Linked DNA regions of Pan troglodytes: region 1 is linked to region 2. Evidence: chromatin contacts called from public Hi-C data. All regions are on one chromosome and are shown on one strand. The core of a region is the stretch at or near the end of the contact, and the rest is flanking DNA. Distances in the headings are between cores, read along the strand shown. Region 1 overlaps ITPR3 (inositol 1,4,5-trisphosphate receptor type 3). Region 2 holds the start of LOC134810291 (putative gametogenetin-binding protein 1).

The links. Hi-C and Micro-C count contacts between places; a contact is called where the count stands out from the background.
Region 1: a Hi-C map of stem cell-derived neural progenitor cells shows a contact between it and region 2, with 2.4 times the contacts expected there. The contact joins the enhancer-like site here to the promoter of LOC134810291 in region 2. A contact is called at or near these places in 3 of 7 Hi-C or Micro-C datasets (induced pluripotent stem cells and stem cell-derived neural progenitor cells).

The regions. Positions count from the first base shown.
Region 1 is chr5:39,551,876-39,557,652 of NHGRI_mPanTro3-v2.0_pri, reverse strand. It overlaps ITPR3 (inositol 1,4,5-trisphosphate receptor type 3), which reads right to left. Exons shown (of 58, transcript XM_016955263.4): 22 at 5,119-5,318; 23 at 3,616-3,745; 24 at 3,071-3,128; 25 at 1,477-1,642; 26 at 401-565; 27 at 244-318. Among named protein-coding and RNA genes, the nearest start is that of UQCC2, 37 kb to the left of the region's middle. Within about 2 kb of position 3,257, at least 4 of the 24 cell types and tissues checked have an H3K27ac peak or open chromatin away from gene starts, as enhancers often do. A contact at or near this core is called in stem cell-derived neural progenitor cells, where this site is marked.
Region 2 is chr5:39,464,892-39,470,357 of NHGRI_mPanTro3-v2.0_pri, reverse strand. It overlaps LOC134810291 (putative gametogenetin-binding protein 1), which reads right to left and starts at 3,382. Exons shown (of 4, transcript XM_063812901.1): 1 at 3,048-3,382; 2 at 2,545-2,548; 3 at 1,981-2,099. The coding sequence starts at 3,362. It overlaps LOC134810290 (putative uncharacterized protein encoded by LINC00336), which reads left to right. Exons shown (of 2, transcript XM_063812900.1): 2 at 885-1,256. The coding sequence ends at 1,141.

The sequences.
Region 1 (5,777 bases), core at 2,008-4,507, 87 kb before region 2:
CACCCATAAAAGTAAATAGAACAATATGACTGTGAAATGGAATTTCATGGAATTCCTTCGGCTTTAAAATAATTCCATCTGGACCTTGGCAGGGCTGTTTTTAATGTGCAGCAAAGGCTGAAAGATGTCTCTTGTGAGGGCCAGTGGCCAGCACAGGGAGAGGCACAGGGGGGCCGGGCCAACGGGAGCCCCCAGGACCACTGGGGCTGCAGATCCCTACCCCAAGGACCCTTGGCCACTCACGCCCTTGACGATCTGGTAGTTCTCACTGCTTTTCTCCCCTGGTGGGTGCAGAAAGCCCTCCTCGTCCGTGGGACGCTGAAAGCAGAGAGAGGATGGAGGTCAGCCAGGCCCAGCCCTCACAGGGAGGCCTGCCCTGGCCCCCTGGAGCCCCACTTACCTCTTTCTTGTCCTTGGTGGCGCCTGCCTCCACCTCCTCACCCTTGCCGCTGCCCTTCTTGTCCACCCACAGCTCTGACTTCTCCACCATGGTCCGCAGCCGGTCCAGCTCCGACTTGATCACCTTGTAGTTCTCCACGTCCTGCGCTGAGATCAGCAGCTGAACCTGAAGGTGGAGGATGGGCCTGGCTGGTGAGATGGGCTCCAGGTCCATGCCACTTAGAGACCTCCAGCACCTTCCTTACTCTAGGGTTCCCCTCTTGTAGACCACCACCTGTCCCTCTCCACCGAGCCGATTCCCACTCAATGTTTCTGGCTCTGCCATAAGCCCACCACCTCCAGGAAGCCTTCCCTGCTGGCCACAGGCCTCCCTGCACTGCCTGCCCTGAGCTGCCACATAACCTGGCTTCAGTTACTCACTGACTAGTGTCACATGTGGCTGTGGTCTGTCACTTATCCACTGAGACCCCAAACAGGCAGGGCAAAACATATTGGCAGCCCTGAACCCCGAAAGACCCAGGCCTGCGTCTGACTGCCACCATCCTCGCTCTGGGTCTGTGGGCAATGGAGGAAAGCTCCCTGGGCCTGGATTTCTCCCCGCTCTGGAATGGGAGGGAGAGTAGTAACCTCACTGTCAGGGCTGCTGTGAGAATGCCATGCGATAATGCAAGTCCAGTGCTCAGTGCCTGGTACATGGCAGGCACTTATTTTTTTAAAGGCCAACGCCGACTGGTATTGATATTTCACAGGGAGCTGTCGGGACTGCGTGACATCACAATAGCAAATGCCAGTCACGTCAGTGAGGGTTGTCTGCATGCTAGGCATGATTCAAAGCATTTAGCATAGGTGCATATAATAGTTTGCAAGCTGTAAAGTGCTGTCCACATCATAAGAAATGGCAGGCACTGAGCCAGGCCAGGAGACTCAGTCTTCACCTAGGAACTCAGCAAGGCTGGAAACCCCAAATGGGCATCCCAAGTTACCCCCTGAGCTGTGAGCTCCTCAATCATCGTTTACTGTCCCCCCGTGCCCGGTGCAGGCCTCATGCTCAGGGCCAGGGCCAGGTAGTCCCGTCACCTGCTTGAAGGTGTGCATGGCCTCCTGGCGCTGGCTGAAGTGCTTGAAGAGCAGCTGCAGGGCACCCGAGACCAGCGGCGCATAGTCGTGCATGGTGAGGTGGATGAGCACGCGCAGGAACATGCGGCCGCCCTCGTCGTCCACCTCCAGCATGCTGCTTGTCTTCCTGCGGGCACAAGGGTGCAGGGCGCATGGGTGAGACTGGCACACTCCCTGCTGTCCATGGCGGGTAAGGGGCCCTGGCACAAGCACACTCTCCACCACCCAATTAGCAGATGCAGGGCCAGTCTAAATGTGCTTAAAATATTGACACTTTCTCAGCAGTTTAACAGCCACTCCCCTGAATCCCCGGAGTGACCCGTGTCTCCTGGGATCTCTCGGGACTCCCCTTGATTAAGCAACTGAAGCAAGGACTCTTTTTTTTTTTTTTTTGAGACAGAGTCTTGCTCTGTCACCCAGGATGGAATGCAGCCAGTGGCATGATCTTGGCTCACTGCAACCTCCACCTCCCGGATTCAAATGATTCTCCTGCTTCAGCCTCCTGAGTAGCTGGGATTACCAGTGTGCGCCAACACACCCGGCTAATTTTTGTATTTTTAGTAGAGACAGGGTTTCACCATGTTGGCCAGGCTGGTCTCGAACTCCTGACCTCAAGTGATCTGCCCACCTCGGCCTCCCAAAGTGCTGGGATTACAAGCATGAGCGACCACACCCAGCCAGAAGCAAGGACTCTTAACACAGATCCCACTGCCACCATGCGGGGGATTCATGGATAGAAGCTGGGCCCATGAACAGAGATGGAGAAAATGTTACATCTTTATTTTTCCCAACCTCTAACCAAAATACAGCATTTCCTTCAATGAGGAAATATTTGTGGCACCTGTAAGTCTGTCACCAATAAATATAACAGATGTTTTCACATCACCTCAGAGTTGTTAAATCACAAAATATCGTTTATATTCATCGCTGCCTTGAAGTAGTGGTACTAATTACACCTACCAGTGCAGCTCGCTACTTAACGTATTAGTAAAGAGGCACATATATAACTGTCACTACTAATTTGTTTTCTCCAATATTTTGATAACTGTCGCTCCAAGCCACTGGTTCCCTTTGTCTTGTTATGTGCTTTATTTTATGAGTTTACAATCACCATTCTGAAAAGCAGTCCATAAGCCCTGCTAGACCCAGGCACAAGCCTGGCCCCAAGATGCTAAGAGCCCCCAGTGAGCCTCTGCCTCCAGCCCCTCAGGGCTTCGGGTGGATGGGATGCATGTCCCCACACTTCCGCCCTGCTGTGGGACCGGGGACGTTGTTCCAGCTGTCCAGCTACCTGATTCAAGTCCACTGCACAAGACAGGCACACCTGCCCTGAGTAGGGGTGAAAGAATGGCGGGATGACTGGGAACCAAAGGGCCCCCCAGATCTCTGGGACTGGAGAGGCAGGGGAGGGGCTGAGCACAAAGCCCGGTGAGGGTCTTTAGAGGGAATGGAAGAGAGGAAGAGCCAGCCCCCAGCCCAGGAACCCAGACCAGCCCAAGAGGGGGTGTCGAGCCTCCCAACCCCACACACCCCTGCAGCTCAACCCTGGCCTCACCCTACTCCAAACATGGCCTCCGCCTGCTCCCCGATGCGATCCAGGTTCATGTTGGCAGCTGTGGGGAGAGGGGCAGATGGAAGCAGGTTGTAGGCCCAGCCCGGGAAAGAGGGGAGCACAGGGAGACACTCAAACCACCCTCTTCCCTGCACTGGCTGCACAGCAGCTGCTCTGCCTGCCCCTTTCTGGGAAGGAACCAAGTAGGGGAGGAGCCACAGCCCCCTACTCCCCTGCAGGGCAGTACAAAGGGGGCAGAGATCCAGGCTGGGAGTCAGGAGACCAGATCCCGGTCTGGCTCAGCCTCTGACTGGCTGTCACCTCGAGCAAGTCCCTGCTGTTCTGTGAGCCTCAGTTTCCCCATTTGGAAAACGAAGGGAAGGATCCCTGCCCTTCCCCCTCACTGAGGCAATTAAATGAGACAATGGAAAGAAAAGGCCTTTGCAGACTAGAAAAAGGAGCAGGGCTGAGGAGCTGGCTCCACCCCACTGCTGTGTATCCCTGGGAGAGTCGCACAGCCTCAGCCTGAAGGCAGGGCAGGGGCTTACTGGTAGAGTCGAAGGCAGGGGCTGTGCCATCAGCCCCACTGTCCTGCATGGGAAACACCTCCACAAACTCCTTCTTGAAGACAGACAGCAGGTAGGATATGCGGTAATCCAGGCGGACATTGAGGATGAACTGGAGAAGAGAGGAAAGAATGGGGAAAGGTCAGGTGAGGATGGGGTGAGGACTGATCTGAGGTCAGAAGGCCCTTCCTACTTTATGGGGGCAGGGGGCAGGGGGCAGGGGGCCCCCAAATAGGCTCTAGCACTTGGGGCAGCGCAGTCCTCAGCACAGTCATTTGGGATGCTCCAGGATGTCACAGCAAAAAAAACAAGACCCCTCTCCCCAGGCCCAGGGTGCCCTCTCCCCAGCTCCTGCCCCAGTGATAGAGTATGAGGGCCTCCTCTCAGCATGAGGCAGCGAGCACCCCTGCGCCCGGCCCACTCAGTCCCTCTTTCCCAGGCTAGACACTGACAGGAACGGGAATGAAGCCCCCAGGTCCAAAAACTGACTCTTGTCCTCCTATCCTGCTCAGCCAAACAGACCCTGGATACTCACGGGAGGGGAAACTGAGGCCTGTGAGGGAGGAGGAGAGGCTACTGTGGGGCAGACGTGAGGATGCAGGGCTTGCAGACATGGGTGAGTCACACAGTCTCATGGGGCACTGAGCCTTTGGCCAAGCCCCAGGATGCAGACATGGAAGGCCCAGCCCTCAGAATGAGTCAGAAGCTCCCTCCACTCTGACCGCCAGAGGTCCCCCACGGAGGTCACTGCGCTACCCTTCCTGCCCTCCGGTGACAGCAAGGCAAAAGCAAGCATCTTCATCCCTCCTCGGGGATGAGCCCCTTCCTGGGGTGTGGCTGGGGAGTCTCAGATGAGACCACAACAGGGATGACTGCATCCACCTTGCCAAGAAATAGGTTCTTAAATCTCTAGCTCTGCTTCAAAATCCCTGTGACCTTGGGAAAGTCCCCTCCCCGCTTTTACCTCCCCGCTTTTACTTTCCCCATCTGTAAAATGGGAGAATTGAATTAGACTTCAGTGCACCTCAGAATCACCTGGAGGGTTTGTCACAACACAGCCCACAGGGCCCCTCTCCAGTGTTCCTGACTCAGTAGGTCTAGGGTGGGGCCGGAGAATGTGCATTTCTGTTTTTCTTTTTATTTATTTATCATTATTACTATTTTTTTTAATGGAGACGGGGTCTCACCCACGCAGGTCTTGAACTCTGAGCTCAAGCAGTCCTCCCACCTTGGCCTCCCAAAGCACTGGGATTACAGGCGTGAGTCACTGCACAACCAAGAATGTGCACTTCTAACAAGCTCCCAGGTGAGGCTGGCCCAAGAACCACACTGTGGGAACCGCTGGGCCTGACAGCCAATCACGATGGAGACTTCCAGTACTAAATACTGAGATCTGAAGGGATTCGCCCTGCCCAGCCTCCCTGTACCCGCCCCATTACCCTCCCCCTATACCCAACACCTCCCACACGGTCCTGGCCCAGGCACCTGAAGGATTTCCAGGATCTTCAGCTTGGTCTCCATCACCACAATGTCCTCATTCTCCTCAAACTTGCTTCTGTCCAGCGGCTCAGCAGCACTGGCCCCAGCAGACAGGCTGGGGGCACTGAAGACGGACTGCTTGTGGCTCAGCACCATGGTGGACATCATGTGCCCCACGCCCTGGATGGACCGCCGCACATTCTTGCCTGTGGAGGGGGAAGCAGAGGAGGTTGCCAAGGAGGTTGTAGAGGGTGTACGCAGGGGTCCCTGGTCTGATGAGGGAGGCAGAGGATGCATAATCTGTTTATGTCAGCTGCAGGGCAAAGCCTTGCTAAGGAAGGGACAGGGCTAACCCAGGAAGGCTTCCTGGAGGACATGAGCTTTAAGCAAATCTGGGAAAAGAAGGACGTGTCAGGGCAAAGGTGAGCTGTGTGGGGAGATGACTGAGAATTATCTGTAGGAAACCATGAGAGCAGCTACACAGCCTGGGGGCTGAGAGGACACTGCGGGGAGGACAGCCCCGAAAACCAGTGCCAGGCTCTAGGCACCTTTTGTTTAGATGACTTTATGCAGCCTGGGAGTGCCTGGGAGGGCAGGGCTGCCGCTCAACCCTCAGACAGGCTGTGCCTCCCTCCTCCTCACACACACGATGACAGAGCTGTCTC
Region 2 (5,466 bases), core at 2,133-4,632:
CAGTCCCTCCCCTCCCTCACTTCTGGACACGACCCCAAGGGGGGTCTGTGCCCTTCCCTCAAGCCCAAGGTGGTGCTGCTGCTTCCTCCGTGCCCCTCCCTAGGTCTCCAGCATTCTCCAAAGGCTGGGGGGCAGCCTCCTTCCCCCTCAGCACAGTGTCCCTGAGGGCAGTAAGGGGAGATGGGAATGGTGATGAGGACAGGACCTTTGAAACGTTGTGCACATGTACCCTAGAACTTAAAGTATAATAATGAGAAAAAAAAAGAAGGTAATGAACCTAAATAATAATAAAGGTAATAGTAATAAGATAATAAACCTAATAGAAAAAAACAAAACACCCACTGGGGAAAGGTATTCTTAAGGCAGCTCTGTCCCCAAAGTGAGGACTGGGCTGAGCCCTTACTTGCCACCACCCAGAAATGACCCAGGCCTCTCAGCGCTACTCAGGCAACCCCAGGACTGTGACTCCTGGGACAGGGCAGGCTGGCTGGGGAGGGGATGGGAAGAAGGAGGAGGGACCAGAAAGGGCAGATACCAAGATTCAAACCCTTCGATGTGAAAAGACAAAAGTGAGGGGCTCTGCCAGGTGCTGACAACCTACGTGGCTGTGGATGAGGTAACACAGGGGCTTCCTGTGACATGGGCATGCACGCGGGCTTGGGGCAATTAGAAGGATGCCCCTCAGTGCCCAGCAGGCATGTTTTTTTTTGTTTGTTTGAGACAGGGTCTCGCTGTATTGCCCAGGCTGGAGTGCAGTGACACTCTCATAGCTCACTGCAGCCTCAACTGCCGGGGCTCAAGTGATCCTCCCACCTCAGTCTCCCAAGTAGCTGGGACCACACGTGCACGCCACCATGCCTGGTTAATTTTTGTATTTTTTGTAGAGACAAGGTTTCACCATGTTGCCCAGGCTTTTCTCAAACTCCTGAGCTCAAGCAATCCGCCCACCTCAGCCTCCGAAAGTGCTAGGATTATAGGCGTGAGCCACTGCACCCAGCCCCAGGTGGCAAGTCTTTCTGATAGGCACTGCTCCAAAGTGAATCACACTGTGCTAAGCCCCCGCAAGGGAGTGCCTTTGCAGCTTACAGCTGCACACTCGTCATCTCAGGAGGTCCTTGCAACAGTCCCCTTTCACGGGTAAAGAAACTGAGGCCTCTACTCAACATCACAGAGCAAGCTAATGCCAGACTAAAACCTCTGGCCTCCAAACCCCATGCCCTTTCCTTTTGTAAGCTACACAGACTGTCAGGGCAAATGTCCACTGAATAAAAGCATGAGATGATGAATGGATGGAAATTAACCAAAAAGGTCATCAACACATTTTCAACAGATCCATCAATGTGCACTCAAAGAAGCTGAGACAGGCCTAACCTTTAAAGGCTGATGTCAAGGAAGGGGAGCAGCAGGATGGTACTCGGTCTGACCCAGCGGGGTCGCTCCCCTGAGCCTATGTGTGTTTGGAGTGGACGAGAATGGGAGAGAGATTAGAAAAACAGCAGCATCATGTGAATTACAGATGCACAGGAAAGCTTACAGCCTGTCTAGACAAATTCACTTATGTTACAGATGAGGAAACTGAGGCTCAGAAAGAGGAAGGGACTTGCCCAAGGCCACATAGCAAAGGAATAGCAAAGTTGAGACAAAAATAATGGACATTGTGACTCTGAGTCAAGTGAGAAACAGAGAGACTGATGGAGAAGTGTGTGTGTGTGTGTGTGTGTGTGTATGTGCATGCAGTGTGCACTCACTCAGGGGGCCAGGGTCCTGAATTCAGAAAAACTACCACCAAGAAGGCATTATGCCTACCCTACCCAGGCAGTGGGGGCTGGAGCCAGGGCCCGGGGGCTGGAACCAGGGCCCAGGGGCTGGAACCAGGGCCCAGGGCCTGGAGGGGATGGTAAGCCTCCAGCCCCACCTTCTCCAGGAAGGGGCTGGTGGTCTGGCACGGGCCAAGCGTACCTGGCCATCCACAGTGCTCACCTCCACCAGGGTGATCTCTGGCCGGGTAAGCAGCTCTCGGCCCTCTTGGCTGCCTAGCTTCCAGAGGCGGGACTCTTGCTGCATTCCCAGAAGCTTCTTCAACTCCGACTCCAGGAAACCTGAGAGCCAGAGAGATGGCAAGGGACAGGGAGATGGCAGGGAACAGGCAGGAGTAGGGTGGAGCAGCCCGCTGGGAACCCAAGGACCCAGAGGTGCAACCGCTCCCTGAGCCTCATCCCAGCTCTTTGTGGTTCCTGCTCACCCTCAGCCACAGCCCTCTCTTCTTCCAGGACGTAGAGTCAGCCAGCCACCACCCCTCCTTCGCCCTGCCTTCCCCAGGAAGCTCACTCTTTGAGGGCCTTCTCTGGCAGCGGCAGCATGAGAGCCTGCGTCTTCACCCACTGGGGACAGCATGCAAGGGGCAGGTATTTACCCCCACCACCAACCAACTCAAGAGCCTGGATCTGGAACCCAAACTGCCTGCACTCAAGTCCCAACTCTGCCCATCACTAGCCGTGTGACATCGGGCAAGTTCTCACTGTGAACTGGAGATGGCAATAGGACCCACCTCAGAGTCATAAAATGCAGGATTTTATGAAAAGTGCTTAAAGAGGGTCTGCCCCATTAATGGCTATGTAAATGTGAACCACGATTTTCATCATATTATGTATGCTATCACCACTAACCCAACTGCTGTCCATGTCTGGGCTGCCCGGGGCTCTACTGGCAGAGAGGACCCTCCGGGGCTCTGTCACAGCAGTGCATGATGGGAAAACCAGGGATGGAGGCAGCCACTGAAGGCGTTAGAAGCCTCTGGGCTGGGAGAAAGGGTGGTGCTTGAGTAGTACCACCCCCGCAGTCACCACTTCCCAAACCCAGAGGAAGACCCGTTACACCTAGTGTGGCCTCCAGCCCAGCCACACGCTGCTCCCCGGTCTCGGGTGGTCATCTTAGGTCCTCTGGTACCATCTGGTGGTACCTGCTGGTATTGCACCCCTGAGCCGCCGGCCAAAGCGAGGCTTCCTGGGCCTGGGGGCACGTGGGAGGGGAAGGGCGGAAGCCCCCACTGTGTCTGTGGATCTGAAAGCCTTGTTCAGTGGCCACTGGAGGGCAACAATGCCTGGGATGAATGAGCTGTCCTCTTCCTTCATTTTCTCTTCCTCACTTTTCTCCTCGCTGGGCAAATCTTGGAGAGGAGTCCAGCCAATCTCTGAGCAGGTGAGGAGGCCCAGGACCCAAGGCCTGCAGCCCCACCCCACCCCTAGGCAAGACAGGAAGCAGGAGGCAACATGTCCCAAAAAGCTAAGAAAGGGGACTGCTCCTTCCGGGCCCAGGCCACATATTCTGGGGCCCAGCCTGATGTGGGAAAGGCCCCAACCCATGCCTCATGACCCCATCACCCACAGACCTTGGCCATGGCCGAGTTTTGAAGCTCCTTGTCCAAACTGTGGAAGTGGTTCCAAGGAGTTGCCTCCACCCTGGAAGAGGCCAACACGCAGTCTCCTGTGAATGGGTGGTGATCACTGACAGGCTGGCAGCAAGTGGGGTGGTCCAGGCCTTGGAGGGCAAGCACACAGGGGGCTGAGTTGTGGGTGGGGTTGCCCTGTTTTCTTTAGCAAATGCCTACTGTGTGCCACACACCGTTCTGGGCATTTTACAAAGAGTATCTCAGTTCATCCTTGCAACTTCCTTCAAGGATAGCTACTATTATATTCCCACTTTAAAGACGAGGAAACAGACACAGAGAGGTTGAGCAAGCTGCCACCCATCGCACGGCTCAGCATGTTAGAACTGGCATTTGAACCCAGGCAGTCTGACTCCAGCAGTCCCTCAAAATGTGTCCCGTGTCCTGCCAGGCCCCACACCCCTAAGAAGTTCTACAGGAAGAGGGTCCGTTTCTGGCGCTTCCCCTATGCCTATGGCCACCACACTCACCTTCAAGCAGACACTCCTTCTCCCTGGTGGAGGGCTCAGGGCTGACCTCACGGGGTCCTGTGGCTCTCTGCAGGTATTCTTCCTTCAACTGCAGGATCTGGATAAAGTGGCTGCTAATCCCAAAGCACAGTCAGGTGAGGGAGGCAGGTGGGGCTCAGAGATGTGACAGAGACCCCCTAAACCTCCCCCAAGGCTCACCCACAGGTCTGCTGGCCCTCTGCAGCCTTCCTCTCCCATCAGCCCCCTGCTCTGCATCTGGGGTCCTCATCATAGAGGGGGATTATCGCTCTCAAAAGTAGGGTGATGAGGGGGTGGGGAACAGAGAGAGAGGTGGGTCCCTGTCCTCACAGGGGATGGCTGCCAGGCCTGTAGAAGGAGCTGGGAGCAACAGGACGCCCCCGTCCCTCTGGCCCTGGCACATTCCCTTTCTACTCCCTAGCCCGTCCTCTTTCATATCTGGTATCCCCCATCCACAACCCCTCACTTGTGGGAGGACCCCATCTCTCCCTCCTCCCCAAACCAAATCCCCATCTCCAGCCTCCTCCCCACCAGATGCTTCTGTCCATTGGCCCCACCCACATCTCCCTGTCCTTCCCCACCAGGTGCCCTGTCCCAGACCTTTACCCACCCAAGGCCTCCCTCCCCAGACCCTCCCCAGCATGGGTCCCCCATCTCAGGCCCATGCCCTTCCCCCATCTCACGTCCAGGCCTCTTCTCAGTACCTCTGTCCCAGGCCTTGCCCACCTGGGTACCCCCCAATTCCAGCCCCTCACCTGTCTGAGGCCCCTGTTTTTCCGGAGGCGCCCCTGCTGGCTCCTTCCCCTCCTTCTCAGGCAGGTTGCCCGACACCTCCTGGCTTGCTATGGGCAGAACTGACTTCACCTCTCCGCCAGGCCTTCTTGCTCTTGCAGGTGTAGGTCACCATACGCCCCATGCCCAGCTTTAAGGGAGGCTGCTGTGACCGTTTTGAGAAGCCCCTGGGTACGGCCACAGAGAAGGGGTGGGGCGGCAAGGCAGATGGTCCCGGCCCCCTCCTCCCCACATGTCCCTCTCGGCTCATCATCAGGGAAATGGCACCCTGGTGGCGGAACATGGAGGAGCAGCCCGAAATTCATGATCAGGGCTTCGGAGCTGGGGCCTCCATCCTGAGAAGGTCCCCAATTCAGATCCTGTAGCAGCCACCCCAGTACCAACTGCTTAAGAAAAGGAGGAGTTTTCAAATTAAAACCTCCAGTTGGAAACTTCCCAGAATTCTGGGAAGCAAAGACTGGGGAGGATGGGAGGTTGGGGAAGATTAGTTGGAGGTAGAGGGGGCAGGGGTTTGATGAAGCAGGGAAGGAGGTGTGGGGGGCAGGCAGGAGTTTTGGGGGAAAGGGGGTGGAGACTTGGAGGAAAAGATGTGAGAGCCCCAGGAAGCTTGGCAGGGAGCAAACAGGGAGAGGCAGGGAGGGAACTGAACCCTGAGGGCAGGGGCTATTGAGGACTGCACACACCTCTGTCCTTCCTGGGTTTGTTCTGTCCTCAAGAACATTCCCAGCAGCCAGACAGTAT